Linked DNA regions of Mus musculus: regions 2 and 3 are each linked to region 1. The links are chromatin contacts, called in public HiChIP or PLAC-seq maps. All regions are on one chromosome and are shown on one strand. The core of a region is the stretch at or near the end of the contact, and the rest is flanking DNA. Distances in the headings are between cores, read along the strand shown.

Region 1 (4,954 bases), core at 1,732-4,231:
GTCCCAGCAACCACATGGTGGCTCACAACCATCCCTAACGAAATCTGATGCCCTCTTCTGGAGTATCTGGGGACAGCTACAGTGTACTTACATATAATAAATAAATAAATTAAAAAAAAAAAGAGTTTGATGCAAATGTTCCTGCTTCAGGGGTGATCCTGATCACCCTGACCAACACACACCTAAGCATTACAGTCTCCCTAGATAGTCACTTCAGGACTTTGCACCCCTCCTTGACAGCACTTTTCTCCCATACAGCGAATGTATGAGAACACTTCATGCACACACACCCACACACACACACACAGAAAGACATATAATATCCCCACATATATACACATACACATAATAACCCCCATACCATGCACATACACACACATATATGAATACATATACTTTCACACATGTACACACAAACAAACATACATACATAAATATATGCACATATCTTGCACACACATAAACACATGTGCGTGCACACATACTCTTGCTCAGCAGGCTCACATCTAATACTCCAAGCTCAGCAAGGAACAGGTCTGACAAGGGAGCAGGGTGAGGGCAGGAGAGTTTGTGCTCAACAGACCTTGAGCAGAGGTGTGGATCGAGGCCCCTTTTTGGAGTGTGTGTGTGTGTGTGTGTGTGTGTGTGTGTGTGAGACATATTAGATATCCTGCATCAAGTATTTACATTACCATTCCGAACAATAGCAAAATTATAGTTATGAGTAGCAACCAATTCATATTATGGTTGGAGGTCACCACAACACAAGGAACTGTATTAAAGGTGTGCAGTGTTAGGAAGGTTGAGAACCACTGGCTTAGAGCCAAGCGGCCTCGTGGAAACCCGAACCCAGAAATCAACATTCACAAATATACCGCAGCATTTCAAACACCTCAGGTCTGCAGACATCACTCTCAGAGGAAATGTCATGGTGCTGGGGTGGTGGGGATAATAATTTGACAAGCAAGAGCTCCAAAGCAGAGCGAGGCTTTAAGTAAACATACTTGTCTTATCAGTGAGGTAAAATTTGGCCAGCTGCCTCCTTAACCCCAAGCCTCGGTTTTTCCATGAATAAAACGGAAATTGTCTTTGCCCCTCTCCCACAGCATCCTTGAGGGTTTTAATAGGTCAATCTGAGCAAGCAGGCTCAGAGAGGTTACGAAGCACCAGCGTGAGGTAGGTCACCTGAATCCTCAAACAGCACTGCCTCAGTGAAAAAGGATTTGGACATCCCTGTCAGACCTCTCAAGTTCTTGGTTTTCTCTGTCAAGAGTCTGATCCCCAAATAAAACTGAGAACCAAGGCTGGCTGTCCCTTGCCTGGAACCCCAGTCAGACATTCCCCGCTGGGAACCATAAGCCATGGTCTCCTGCCATGTTGAGAGGCAGCACCATAGGACACTGGGACACATGGTGCCTGGACAGCTGGTGGGGGGCGGGGGTTGGGAGGAGGCTCAGGCTCTTGGTATTCAGACTTTTAAAAATAGAAACCATTCTCATATGCTCAGGGTGGTTTTAGGTGTCCTCAACGCTGCTGGCAGGGACAGATTTAAAGGGCTTCTCAGGCCCTGAGTGATAGAGCCAACTCCCTGATAGGCCCAGGAGTCATTCCCTCAACTCTGGCAGGCCATGTGACTTTGAGTAAGTCAAAGCCCCCTCCAGACTTCTGGAGAACAGAAAGAACTTGGGCCCAAAGAACAAAGAACAGTCTACCAGGACCTGCCCCGTTTCCCTGCACAGAGTCAGGACAACCATTCACAAAGCACTTACCTGCTACCTAAAGCACAAACAGCTAAGCTAAGGCTCAGAGGGCATGGAGTACTTTGCCCATCACTTACAGATCTAGTTAGTGATGGTTGCCGAGATCTGAAGCCAGGGCAAAGGATCCCAAGCCCTACTACCACTGTGGGGCTTAGGGCTGCACAGAGATTTTTGAGGACTGTATTTACAGGACACGGAAAAGGTCAGACCACACAAATAGGCTTCTGGCCCCTCCGGACTGGCTAGATTGGGAATCCCACTGACACCTCCAACTCTGCTTGGCCCTACCGTTAGCATTGTATCCAGGCCCTTCATGTCCCTGAACCTAATTTTCCCTGTTTGTAATCGGAGGGATAACTACTGTGACAGAAGACTCAGAATGGTGCACTGTCCTGTTGACTTGAGGGTCCACAACTGACCAACAACCCCTTTTTATCACTGAACCTCAGTTTCCCCTGCAAGAGGGGCTGCATCAGATATTCCCATTCCTCTTGCCAACTCTGTTCCTGTGTTTCTGTGGTGTTTGGAGAGGAGGATAGGAGAAAAAGAATGGGGGAGAGAGATAGCCCTCACCCCAACCTTTGCTTCCTGCTCTAAACCATCTTGGGAGAGGAGGGGAATAAGGAAGATGGGGTGGTGATGAGGGGCCAGGGAGAAAAGGCACGGGATGAAAAGAAAGAGATGAAAGAAAAGTAAAGTTTGTTAGGGTTAGGAGACCCGGTAGGGGTACAGGGTGCGGGGGATGGGGTAACCTAGAGACCGGGCAGAAGTGTGGGTCTCGGAAGATAGCCTTGGATGGAGGTTGTGCAGGGAAGCGGCCTGTTTCAATGAGGGTCAGAAGAGGACTGCACTGGGTTCCAAAGAGAGGCCGACGGGGACTTCACTGGAGAGCCTGGGGGGCGCCCAGTGTTGGGGACTTGAGAGGCCAGCACAGCAAAGGCGGGAAGAGGCTGGGGGCGGGGCTGCAGGCCCAGCCAGGCCCAGGCGAAGAGGCCGGGGGCTCCCACAGGGGTCCGCAGGGGGGGGGCAGGGGAGCAGAGGGGCGGCCGGGACAGGCTGAGACCCCTGAAAACGAGTCCCGAGCCCCCACAGGGCGCACCTGAAGTCTTTGTCGCTGGACGTCATCTTCTCCAGCAGGCTGGAGATGTAGAAGGCACCGGTACTCATGCTGGCTGCGCCGCGGGGTTGCGGGTCGAATCGAATATGGCGGCGCGGCCTCCCCTCCCCTCCACCACGCCCCCTCCCCCACCGGCCACGCCCCTTCTCTCTCTCTCTCTCTCTCTCTCTCTCTCTCTCTCTCTCTCTCTCTCTCTCTCTCTCTCTCTCTCTCTCTCTCTCTCTCTCTCTCTCTCTCTCTCTCTCTCTCTCTCTCTCTCTCTCTCTCTCTCTCTCTCTCTCTCTCTCTCTCTCTCTCTCTCTCTCTCTCTCTCTCCCCTCCTGTCCCGAGCAGGACTGAAGTAACGGGCCTGGCCCCCTCTCCTGGACAGCTCTGCTCAGCATGGGCACCAGCAGCTCACCACCCGGCCCTGACCACGCCTTCTCCCGATTGTGCCTTGAAGACCCCTTGACTTTGCTCTCTCAATGGCACTCATGCAAACAGGGACATGGGATGGCAATTCCAGATTCTACCAGGTTCCACACAGCCAAAGAACCTGAGATGAATTAAGGACGGACTTCAGGTTCCCAAAGCCGAGAGCAATAGCTGTTCCCTAAAGTTGATCACAGTTTTCCCCAGTTAGGAGGTGTGTGTGTGTGTGTGTGTGTGTGTGTGCGCGCGCGCGCGCGTAGATCTTTAGGGGGACTCTTTAAACTGGAAAGGAAGTGTCGCTTCAAATCTCTGCTACCTAGCTTGGGGAGTCACACAACCTCTGCTGGCTATTTTTAGTTACTCAAAGGAATAAAAGAAACCTTTATCTTTCTTGCTTTGTTTTGTTTTTTCTTTTTTGTTTTTGTTTTTGTTTTTTGAGACAAGGTTTCTCTGTATAGTAATTGCTGCCCTGAAACTCACTTTGTAGACCAGGCTAGCCTCAAACTCAGAGACCTGCCTGCCTCTTTCTCCCAGGTATTGAGATTAAAGGCATGCACCAAGACCCTGGTTAAGAAAGTTTTATCTTAAATGTATTAAAATTTCTGTTTTGGTTCTTCTCTACCACAGAGCCACACCCTCAGGTTGGTAAAAGGAAATCTAGGGGGCTGGGGTGTCTCATACCTGCAATTCCAGAACTTGGCAGGTGAAGGCAGGAAGGCAGGAGGATCAAAATTTCAACCTTGGCTACATAGATCCTGTCTTTAGAAAAAAAGATAAAGAAAGGAAGGATTTAAATGAGACATCTGCTACATCTTTGATTTCCGACTCCTAATCCAACTTCTCTTCCTCTAGATGACTGAACAGTGGCTACAAAGTCCCAAGCCTTGGAGGCTAGGGACCTCTACATTTCTCCTAGTCTTCTTGCTCCTGTCTCGCTCACACCTATGTGGCCATCCCAGAAGAAAGTCATTGTTTCATGAATGAGAAGGGGAGACAGCCCTTCAGGGGACTGTGAATACTCCCAGGGAGAAATATAGCAATCACTTGGCACCTTAGGCAGTTATTTAGTAAATGACAGTGGAGACAAAATTGGAATTTTTTACATTTTATCATTATTATTTATTTGTATTTTGTATCTAGGAGTTTCTTGCTCACATACACATATGTATATGTGTGTGTATATATATATATATATATATATATATATATATATATATATATGTGTGTGTGTGTGTGTATGTATGTATGCGTATGTATATATGTATATATATGTGTGTATATATGTATGTGTGTATATGTATATGTATATATATGTGTGTGTATATATATATGTGTGTGTATATATATATATGTGTGTGTATATATATATATATATATATATATATATATATTGCAGTACCCATGAAGGACAGAAGAGGGCAATAGACTCCAAGAAACTGTAGTTACCCACTGTTGTGAGCTGTCACATGCATACTGGGACCCCAGGACCTGTGCAAGAGCAATAAATGGTTTTAACTACTGAGCCATCTCTCCAGCCCCCTTTTTCATTTTTTATAACAATAGACTGATTTGGGTAAAGGTTGCTATTTCACTCCTCTGGTAAACCCTGTTTACAGTTCAGAGTTTCAGATCTTACTCCTTGAGCACTTAGTGGGACTCTGGAAGC
Region 2 (4,954 bases), core at 760-3,259, 500 kb after region 1:
AGACAAGTTCAGTGGAAGCCCATGCTGGGGTCCCAGGGCCTGCTCAGGAAATCCTGATGTGCAGACCACCAAGGACCCTCAGCCTCTGGGCTGTTGCTGGTCTTAAGTTGGCAGTGTGGGTCTTGGAATTACTGATGGACACCATAGCCTCCTCATGCCCCTTCCATTTTGCTCATGGTAGACTTACTCTACCTGGAACTTTAAGTCTGTGCTTTGTCGTCACCCCTCACCCTGACATCCAGGTTCTATTTGTACTTACTCTCTGTTCCCAGCTTCTGAAAGGAGAGCAACTGGGTTGCCCATGGCTCTTAGGGAGGGGTGGTGATGAGGTCTGGGTAGGGTGGGGTAGATGTATGAGCTTATGTGTGCCTGCTTTCTAATCGTGATGAACCGTAGGGTGGGGTCAGTTCAGGAGCTAGTGGGGTTCTGATCTACTCTTTGGGCTAGGCTGTACCGCCGGAGAGAGAGGGACCTGAATGGGGGTAAGATGCTAATACTGGTAAAGTGCTCAAGGCCAAGTTGTTTTGCTGTCTCAGAACGCAGAATTATAGTCTGCCTGACGGCATGGCTCCACTCCTACGCTTCCTCTCCTCCCAGCTGGGATTCTGATTATGTCCTGACAGGATCAAAGATGCATGTGACTTCGTTTGTCTCACATTTGTGTTTCAGGCAGTTCATGTTAGGGGTTTGTCTTCAGTGTGCCGGAAACATTCTCTAAAGCCAAAGTGTGCCAAGTGGGCCGATGGTGATGTCAGAGTGTGCCTCCACAAGCTGGGCTGCAAAGTGGGCTAAATGTGCCTTCAGTCGGCCTCCCGTTTCCCTCTCAGTGCCCTCTGCCCTCAGGAGAAGGCCCCAAGCCCTATTCCCACCTCAGTGCCATCTCTTCCCTGCTCCCCACTGCCCCCGTGTCTGAGGCTGGCCATGTCTCTCCTCCCTGCCCCGCACTGCCCCTGTGGCTGAGGCTGGCCATGTCTCTCCTGCTCCCTAGGGCCACTTTTTAGCTCAAATACCCTTGAAGTAGAAGTGTTCTCTTCCCAGTGCTCAGCCATTCAATGATGACATGACTCTAACTGTATAGAAGTTTATACAGTACCAGGCCTGGCCTTTGCATTATCCTTAGTACCCCACAGCAGGGAAGCCCATCTTACCTGTCAGCCACCTTCAACAACAAAACATCCCTTTCTTCCAAGACTCTAACTGGTTCCAGAAGACCTGCTCTGAGTTCTGACACTGAGATACACACTTAAGCATTAAGCCAGTTGGTGGCCACCTACGCCACTCATGCATCAGGGTCCCTCTAAACTAGCTTCCTAATCCTCCCCACTCATCTCTCCAATCTTTGTTCCCTATGGCCACTGTTCCCCTCTTAAAACTTCTCCCTAGACATGCCACTTAATTCTCCTGAAATTTCCCGAGTGTTTACTGTGTCCCACGTAAATGGGCCTTTATGTGACCTGTCCTTTACACCTCACAATGCTGTATGTAGTAGAAGATGTTATACCAAGATTCCCAGTTGCTCCAGCACAGTGGAACTAACCTTTCTAGCCTTCAGTTCCCCACATGTCCTAAAAGAATGCATGCCTTCTGGTCCCAACCTTATTGATAGTCTCTTTCCGAGGTCATGTGAAGCATCTAGACTGGTGCTTGCCAGTGCTCTCCCTCAGGCCTCACAGGAGGCACCCACCATGCAGGCTGACCCTGGCTCTCCTCAGTCACAGAAATACACACGTGAGACATTCAAGGATAAAATGAGCCCCAAAGTGCCCTTCCCAAGGCTTTGGGGAGAGAGGCCAGAGCCTGGGAATGTGCCTTGGCTACCCTTGATGGCGCCTGAAGAGTTTCTCCTGTCCCTGGTTCCACTGAGGCTGGGGATGGAAGACTTCTCAGGGGCTGAGGAAGCCAGGAGGAGAGTCCCCTAGGACTGTCCCTTGCCAGGCTGAGACACTCTGGCTCCTCCCACAAGCCTGCTGTCTGCTAGGGGCTGAGGGCTTATTCCCTGTGGGGTTTGGCTACCACGGGATCTGTCTCCAGTCACCAAGAGCCTCCTGGGATGCTGAATTCCACAGAAGTCTGGCCACTCTGGCGTCACTGCCAAAATTTGGCATATAGCCAGCCCAAGGCAGGACCTCGTGGTCAGCCTGAGCAGCAGAGTTTCTCTCAGGAAGCTGGTTGACTCAAACAGGTAAGAATGTTTAGTCCAGCTCCCGTGGCCAGCTGCACACACACAGGGAGGAGGAAAAGAGCCTTTTAACTGCCTACAAAACAAAGCCCCGTGAAACCGAGCTTATGGAAAGACTGCAAGTGGCTGTCAGTCTGATACCACTGCCTAAACTAATGTGGCTGAAGGTGCATTTGTGTCTTAATGGGGGAGGGGAGCCCTCCCTTCTTGCTTGGTCAAGCCTCCTTAGAAAGCAGTCACCACGCTGGGCACCTCTTTGGAGGGGTCCATTGGTAGGGTCTGTGAAGAGATAGGGGTTGAGAGACTGGAAACACTTTCTTTATGAGATTTGACAAGTTACATCTCTGCATCTTGGCTTCCCCAAATGGTCAGACTACAAGGATTAAACGATGATGTGACCCTGGCAGCACCAGAGTTAGTGTCAATCATGTCAGTGGTAGCCTAGGTAACACTGACTGTCCCACTGTGAGAACTCTTCAACTAGCACCTAGAAAAACTCTGGCCAGAGATACTATATAGGGGATGCAAGTTGTCACAGGCAGATGAGTTCTGCTGGCTCCTTCGTCTCTAGGCTTCCACTAATTCTTTGTGCATTTGAGTTCTTTGGATGACAGAGGTAAGAGATAGCAGTGCAGTCTTGAGGCAAGAAAAGCCCCAGGGCTGCTGGGCCTGAACAGAGATATCCCGAAGGCATAGGGTTTGAGGGACTCCTCGGTGAGGAGAGCAAGCTGCCGCCCATAGAGGTTTGGTAGGCTAATTAATATCCTGCTCTGCTGGGTCTGTGGGGCTTTAGCAATCAAAGGGGCTGGGGGGCAGAAGAGATGAATGTCCCATGAAGCAGCTGGTGAAGTGACAGGTCAAGCATCTGGCTATCAATGGAGGAGAGCAAGTTTCCTCATACGGCACCACGAGTGCCCAGGTTTCCCTTTCTTTCCTTCCCCCTCACAGGCATACCAAAAAGCCCCGGTGCATGGTATTACACAGACCCTTCTGAGCTGGGGGTCAGATGGTCCAGCTCTTCTTAGCAGCCAGGTGACTCTGGATAGGTCATCTTCATTGTCTTTCCTGATATGTCAACACATAAAGAATTACAACCTCCATATCTCACATAAGAGTTTTGAGGCTTAAAAACATCAAATGAGCTTTATAAACTATAAAGTCCTAGCCAGTGAATAATATATGGTAACGCCATTGTTTTTGTTTAAATAAGAGTAAATCTACAGTGTGAGAACTACATGTATCAATGGAAAAGATATTGCTAACTAGTTTCCTGTCATCTTGTGCACACGGAGGGTAGTTCTTGTGTGGGGGATTTGGGGTTGGGTTAGACCATGCCTTCTCTCTATACATCACTGCCTTAGTTTGGGCAAGATCCACTCAATTGCAGATCACTGGCCTGAGAGAGAAACGTAGCCCATGAGGATCTATGGGGGTTTTGCTGAAGGTACATCTAATTTCCCACCCTGTGGCTTTTGTTAGACAGACTGGCAGAGGAGCTCCTATCTAAGTGAGGCCCCAACAGGATGGAAAGCTGAGGAAGGAAAGACATTGAGTGACTCAACTTTTGAGAATTGTTGGCTTAACACCAGCTGCCCCCACCAGGAGGAAGGCCTGTGCTTGCTCAGCATATCTGAGACAGGAAATTGGGAAAGGGTCCCAGGGTCTGGCCCCAGGAAAGGGGCCAGGCCAAGCTCCTTGCTGGCCACGCCACAGAACTATTCTGATCAGCTCCCCCAGGCCTTGCTTCCCCGGTCCAGTACTCCAGGGAGAATGAAGCAGCAGGAAGGAATGTGGTCAGGAGGTTGTAGAGCAAAGGGGACAGTATGTTTTCAGCACCTTGAGACCTTTCAGTTGCCACTGCCCCTTTCCTTCCTCTGCAAGGGTATAAAAGGTATCCAGGAATGAGATGATGCCCCTTCCTTCCCAGGGGAATTACTCTTGGGCAAAGACCACTGCCTGGATAGTGGCCCTTCCATAACCTGAGGACACCAGAAATGGTCCGTGGGGGCCACAAGTCCTATGGGGGCTCTGAGGATCAGGTCACCCTAGGTCAGAATGTCAGTTTTGAGTGATTAAAGATGTCCATGAAAGTAAAGACAATCCCAAAATAACTGGTTTCTCTTAATAGTTCGTTAAGGGATCTAGTCACTGGTGGCTTTATCTGAACCTGCCCCCAATCTCCTGGAGTTCTCAGCTTCTACTCACTGGGGAACACGTTCTCTCAAGCCGGGCCTGCTGTGGGAAGCAGGAAGGCCTTGGTTTGTCCTAACTTTACCTCTTAGAACAAGTGAAACAGTCCTGATATGGGATTGAAGGGATGGTTGTGCCTCTCCCTAATCGTCCAGCCCTGGAGGCTGTTCTCAGAGTGAAGAGATCCCCTCTCATCTTGGTCTCCTTGTACAAGTTCACAGAAAAATTTATCATATATGTATGAGTGTTTGCCTACATATATGTATGGGTGCCGTGTGCATGCTTGGGGCCCACAGAAGTTAGAGAAAAGTATCTTTAATCCTTGCAGATAGCTGTGAGCTAGGAACTAGAGGGGGCCCTCTGCCAGAGCAGCCAGTGCTCCTAAGCACTGAGCCATTGCTCCAACACCTCCCACCCCAGTCCTTTTATTCTAAGTTTTTCCCACTACCTCTCCCAGGTCTGGTGGTTACACTCAGCCTGGAGCACAGTACTCTAGTTCTGGAAGGTTCTGAGAGCTACTTGCCTCATCAGCCCCCACCCATCCTGTCACCACCTCCCCACCCAGTAAGTAGCTTATCCTGCTGA
Region 3 (4,954 bases), core at 1,283-3,782, 420 kb after region 1:
CCATTTCTCTGCCATGTTCCATCATCCTGTATTAGGTACGTTATGACTCTGCAGGAAAGTAACCAACCAAGCACAAAAAGGGGCTGAAATCCAAGGCCTTTGTTCATCCTCCTGAAAGAAGGGCTCGCCTCTCTTTAGTTCACAGAAAAGTGTCCAGCAGTGGCCTTGATCTTTTCAAGAGCATCTGGGACAGGGAGTATAGGTAAGCACATGGCTTTACTCAAGTCTTCCATCTTGAATATGAAATCAGGTGCTTCATAATACTATGATATCATCATGATTTACACTCATAAATCATTCTCCTGTATGGTGCATCCCTGAGCCTTTTATTTTTAGCAAATTCTTTGGGGTTTGTGTGTGTGTGTGTGTGTGTGTGTGTGTGTGTGTGTGTTTTGTCGTCGTCATTTGTTTGTTTGTTTTGGGGTTTTTTGGATTTTTTTTTTTTGAGACAGGATCTTCTCTATAGAACAGGCTGGTCTTAAGCCACTGGAGACCTGCTTACCATTTCTTTCCCCAGTCTTGGGGTCAAAGGCCCAGCTGTCTGAGTAATCCAAAGAACAGGCATTTGGCCTGTGTGTTCAGCTCCTTTCTATAGTGTTCTCTTTCGCTCAAAAGGCATTCAGAGACTGGTTCAGTTTTGCACTGTGGTCCAGGGTTGGAACTTACATGTGCTGAGACCCAGAGGGTTTCTAACATCACTGTTCTGTGACACTTTTCTGACAGCATTTCTCTGTCGATTTCAAAAGAGCCCAAATAATTGTATTTTCTACACTAAATTTAATCAGTGACTCAGCACACATTTATTGAATTACTATTATGTTCAAAATAACACACTCTTCCAAACAGGAAGAGCCTCAAATCCTAGAACTTTACATATCAAATGTTTGAGGGCCTGGAGCTTAGTAATGTTTGTAGATGAATCAATACATAGAGACCAATGTTGTTTATTTGTGGTGCCTGAAGATTAGGCAATACCTAATACCCACTGAACTTAATACGTCCTTAACTCATCTAACACTGGAGAATAGAAACCTATATATACAACAAACAAATAAGCATAATATTTTAATGTTATGTTCCAGTTTAAAATTTTCTGAGATTACAGGCTTTCCTCACAGTGCCTGGTCCATGCCCTCTTTCCTTCCTTCCCTCCCTTCCCTTCCTTCCCTTCCTTCCTTTCTTTTCAAACTCACCCTCCTCCTACATTGGACTCTTTGCAAGTAGCTTCTGTCTTTCATGCTAACAGAATACGGGCCAGAAGGACACACTCTGTAGGGTTGGACAGCCATAATTTTAACCTGGAAGTACTCTTAAGATTTATTTTGACCCTTTAGAAATAAGGTGTATGTGTGTGCATTGTGCAGACGTCAGCAGAGGCCAGAGGTGTCAGACACCCCTGGAGCTAAAACTGCAGGCAGTTGTGAGCCATCCAATCTGGGTGCTGGGAATTGAACTCAGGTCCTCTAACAACTGCAAGGTAGACTCTTACCTCTGTAAGCCTTCCTGAATGGGAAGACTTCAATAGTCAAAATCTCATTTCTTTCTTTTTTCTTTTTTTTTTTTTAATTGGAACTAAAGGACCCTGATATAGCTGACTCGTGTGAGGCTATGCCAGTGCCTGGCAAATATAGAAGTGGATGCTCACAGTCATCTATTGGATGGAACACAGGGCCCCCAATGGAGGAGCTAGAGAAAGCACCCAAGGAGCTCAAGGGATCTGCAACCCTATAGGTGGAACAACAGTATGAACTAACCAGTATCCCCAGAGCTCGTGTCTCTAGCTGCATATGTAGCAGAAGATGGCCTAGTTGGCTATCACTGGGAAGAGAGGCCATTGGTCTTGCAAACTTTATATGCCCCAGTACAGAGAAATGCCAGGGCCAAGATGTGGGAGTGGGTGGGTAGGGGAGCAGGGCGGGGGAAGGGTACAGGGAACTTTCGGGATAATATTTGAAATGTAAATAAAGAAAATATCTAATTAAAAAAAAAAAAAACCTCCTCATTTCTAATCCAGTTGCTGTTCCTCCTTCCATCATTCAGCACTTCTTATACACAAGAAAGTTTTGGGCCATCTCTGTGATGGAAAACCCAAAAACATCCCAGAGTCCAAGGTTCAGGCTGGATAGCCAATGCTTGTTTTATTGTGTGAACTACACAGTCTAAGCTCCGGTCCAGGCAGAGAATTGCCTTCCCAACCATCTGAGAGCTGTCACTTAAGATGCTATCTCACACAAAAAATCTTTTCCTTCTCACGGAAAAAAAAATGTTTAATCCCAATAGCTTTCGGTAAGAAAGGCAAGCTGTGGAAACCATAAACATATTCAATGTGTGGAGGAAACAGTTGGTATTCGGTAAACAGTAAGTAATTTATTGACTTGGCTAGATTCCCTTGGACTCTAGTATATAGTTAACTCTTAATTACCTCAGAGCAAATTGACTATTTGGTAAATTCTTTGGAATGTTATTGAGCCATCTCAACATCATCTGGCTAAATTCTAGGCTCACAGGAGTATGACTAAGACAGCCACGTGGTTACTTGAGCTGAATGGTGGGCTGGGCCAGGGCTGGCTGTCCAACTCTACAGAGTGTGTCCTCTGTCCTGTGTTCTGTTAGCATGAAAGACAGAAGCTACCCTCAAAGAGTCCAATGTAGGAGGAGGGTGAGCTTGAGAAAGAAAGGATAGAAAGAAAGAAAAATAGGTGTGGCCCAGGCACTGTGGGGAAGGCCTGTACTCTTAGTTGTGAGGCCACTGGAGGAGGCTCTCAAGTTCAGTGGTAGCCTGGGTGATTTAAGGAAATCTGTCTCCAGAGGAAATGGTGGAGCAATAGGAGGGAGAGGAGAAGGCAGATGTAGGGGGAGGAAAAAGGGAGAAGGGGAGGAAACAGTGATGGCAGAAAAGGGAGGGAGGGCCCAAGAGGGAGCGGGAGAGGGAGTAAGAGAGCACTGTCATGTGACAGTGAGGGCAACTGGTGGCTTTGGTGAGAGGCTAGATAGTTCAGGGCAGTTTACTGAACACCTACTGCAGACACCGTCAGATGAGCCATTTGACTATCAGTTTTTAACTTTAGTCTTTATTAGTATCAAAACATTATCTTAAAACTACAGATGAGGAAACAGATACATAGAAAGACCTCGACTACAGTTGTAGCTTGGGCTGGTTTCAAATTCTTAGCAATTCCCCTGCCTCAGCATCATAAGTGCTAGGATTACAGCCTCAGTCACCTTGGCTAGGCTCCATCTAGATTTCTTTATGGGTTTTTGTTTTGTTTCTTCTCTCTCTCTCTCTCTCTCTCTCTCTCTCTCTCTCTCTCTCTCTCTCTCTTTCTTCTTCCTTCCTTCCTTCCCTCCCTCCCTCCCTTCCTTCCTTTCTTTTTGCAAGTTAATTATTGTTGTATTTTAGACTAGTGACACAAGTCTACCAAGAGGTGGGCTCAGGTGAGTTCATCTCACTTTTGAGGGGCGCTTTTGGCCTTTGCTGGCCCACCATGGTCATGAGAAAGCACAGCTACAGGAACTGTTCTGAGTCCTGGCAGTGGAATACTAATTCTTGATGTCTTTTTTCCCCCGAAGAGTTTTGAGGTTTTTTTCCTGTTTGTTTGTTTGTTTTTGCATCCAGATTCTAGCTTCTCCACCCTCCTCTCTTCTCAGTCCCTCCTTCTCTCTCACCTCACCTCCCTGTCACCCTCCCTTCCTCCCTTTCTCCTCAGAAAAAGGGACACCTCCCATGGATATCAATCCACTTTGGCAAATCATGTTGCCATAGGACGAGGCTCATCTTCTATTGTGGTTAAGGGGAAAGGGCTCCAAAGGCAGGCAGGTAGCAGAGTCAGATACAGCTCCTGCTTTTAACAGGGTATCTTTTTTATCGTTGTCTTTAATAGGAAGACATCCTATGCTAAGGAGAAAGTGCAGAGAAAGCAGAAGAGGTGAGGGATTGATGAGGGACACAGCTCCTCAGTAGCCCAAGTACAAAGTTCTGGGTTCAAATTCTTTTTGTTTTGTTTTGTTTTGTTTTGAAGACAGGGTTTCTCTATATAGTCCTGGCTGTCCAGGAACTCACTTTGTAGGCCAAGCTGGCCTCGAACTCAGAAATCTGCCTGCCTCTGCCTCCCGAGTGCTGGAATTAAAGGCTTGCGCCACCACGCCCCCACGCCCCCCCCCCGGGTCTGGGTTCAAATTCTAAGGGTCAAAAATCTTGCATGGAGATGTAGAATCGATTGACAAAATCAGTGTAATTTAGAGAGAAGGTAGTTCACTCTTGTTAACATCCCAGAACTTTTTAGATGTACACACCAGGCTCCTGGTTGAGCGATAACGGTCTTCCCGGCAGGGCATTGTAACCTGCTTCCCCTTTCCACTCGATACTGTCCTGAGGCCGGACTGAGGTTCTCAGACCTCTTGGTGCCCAGTGAGGTGCCTTCTCACTGTACCCTGCTGTGCATCCTGACCCCTGAGTTTATCCCTAAAATGCCAAGCATATTTAAATCAAAGTCCCATAATCACACCCGAGAAGGGTTTCATTCCAGATTTTGTTTGTGTTCTTATCTCTAGTACATACAAGCATATCCGTACCCAGACCTCTTGGTTGACCACTTCTGGTGATAATTTTGTTCAGTTCCGAAGATTTTGACCTTCTTAACAGAGATTAAATTGTTCCAGACATGGCCGGAGGCTGGGACACGTAGCAAGCGGTAAGGTGCTTACTGAGCATGCGCGGGGTCCTTATTTGGTTCCCAGCACAGAAAAGCAAAACACATCGAGAATTCAGAGTTACTGCCAGCCCTGTTGGGTTATTTTACTTCTTTCATTTAAAAATAATTATTCTCTGTTGCATGGCTATGCTCTTGTTGAAAAAAAAAGACAGAAATCAGTAGAACAAATTTTCTCTGTCCCTCACCCCACCGCAACTTGCCTGAATGAGACATTTTTTCCAAGTCCCCTGTCTGCCCATTTT

What was found. HiChIP or PLAC-seq counts read pairs in DNA pulled down with a chosen protein or histone mark.
Region 2: a FOXA1 HiChIP or PLAC-seq map of pancreatic cancer cells shows a contact between it and region 1. The contact joins the enhancer-like site here to the promoter of Cand2 in region 1. A contact is called at or near these places in 8 of 39 promoter capture datasets (the 3T3-L1 cell line, embryonic stem cells, frontonasal cranial neural crest and 4 more), 1 of 484 Hi-C or Micro-C datasets (the N1E-115 cell line) and 2 of 115 datasets of contacts at active chromatin or transcription factors (the NIH/3T3 cell line and pancreatic cancer cells).
Region 3: an HNF4G HiChIP or PLAC-seq map of pancreatic cancer cells shows a contact between it and region 1. The contact joins the enhancer-like site here to the promoter of Cand2 in region 1. A contact is called at or near these places in 6 of 39 promoter capture datasets (the 3T3-L1 cell line, cranial neural crest, embryonic stem cells and 3 more) and 1 of 115 datasets of contacts at active chromatin or transcription factors (pancreatic cancer cells).

Annotation. Positions count from the first base shown.
Region 1 is chr6:115,772,584-115,777,537 of GRCm38.p6, reverse strand. Cand2 (cullin-associated and neddylation-dissociated 2 (putative)) reads right to left here and starts at 2,981. Exons shown (of 15, transcript NM_025958.2): 1 at 2,860-2,981. The coding sequence starts at 2,927. It overlaps Mir7660 (microRNA 7660), which reads right to left and starts at 1,881; the gene lies at 1,819-1,881.
Region 2 is chr6:115,269,171-115,274,124 of GRCm38.p6, reverse strand. The region is part of intron 10 of Syn2 (synapsin II); the gene reads right to left. Among named protein-coding and RNA genes, the nearest start is that of Timp4, 19 kb to the right of the region's middle. Within about 2 kb of position 2,009, at least 87 of the 459 cell types and tissues checked have an H3K27ac peak or open chromatin away from gene starts, as enhancers often do. A contact at or near this core is called in the N1E-115 cell line, the NIH/3T3 cell line and pancreatic cancer cells, where this site is marked.
Region 3 is chr6:115,347,474-115,352,427 of GRCm38.p6, reverse strand. No RefSeq gene overlaps it. Among named protein-coding and RNA genes, the nearest start is that of Pparg, 12 kb to the left of the region's middle. Within about 2 kb of position 2,532, at least 30 of the 459 cell types and tissues checked have an H3K27ac peak or open chromatin away from gene starts, as enhancers often do. A contact at or near this core is called in pancreatic cancer cells, where this site is marked.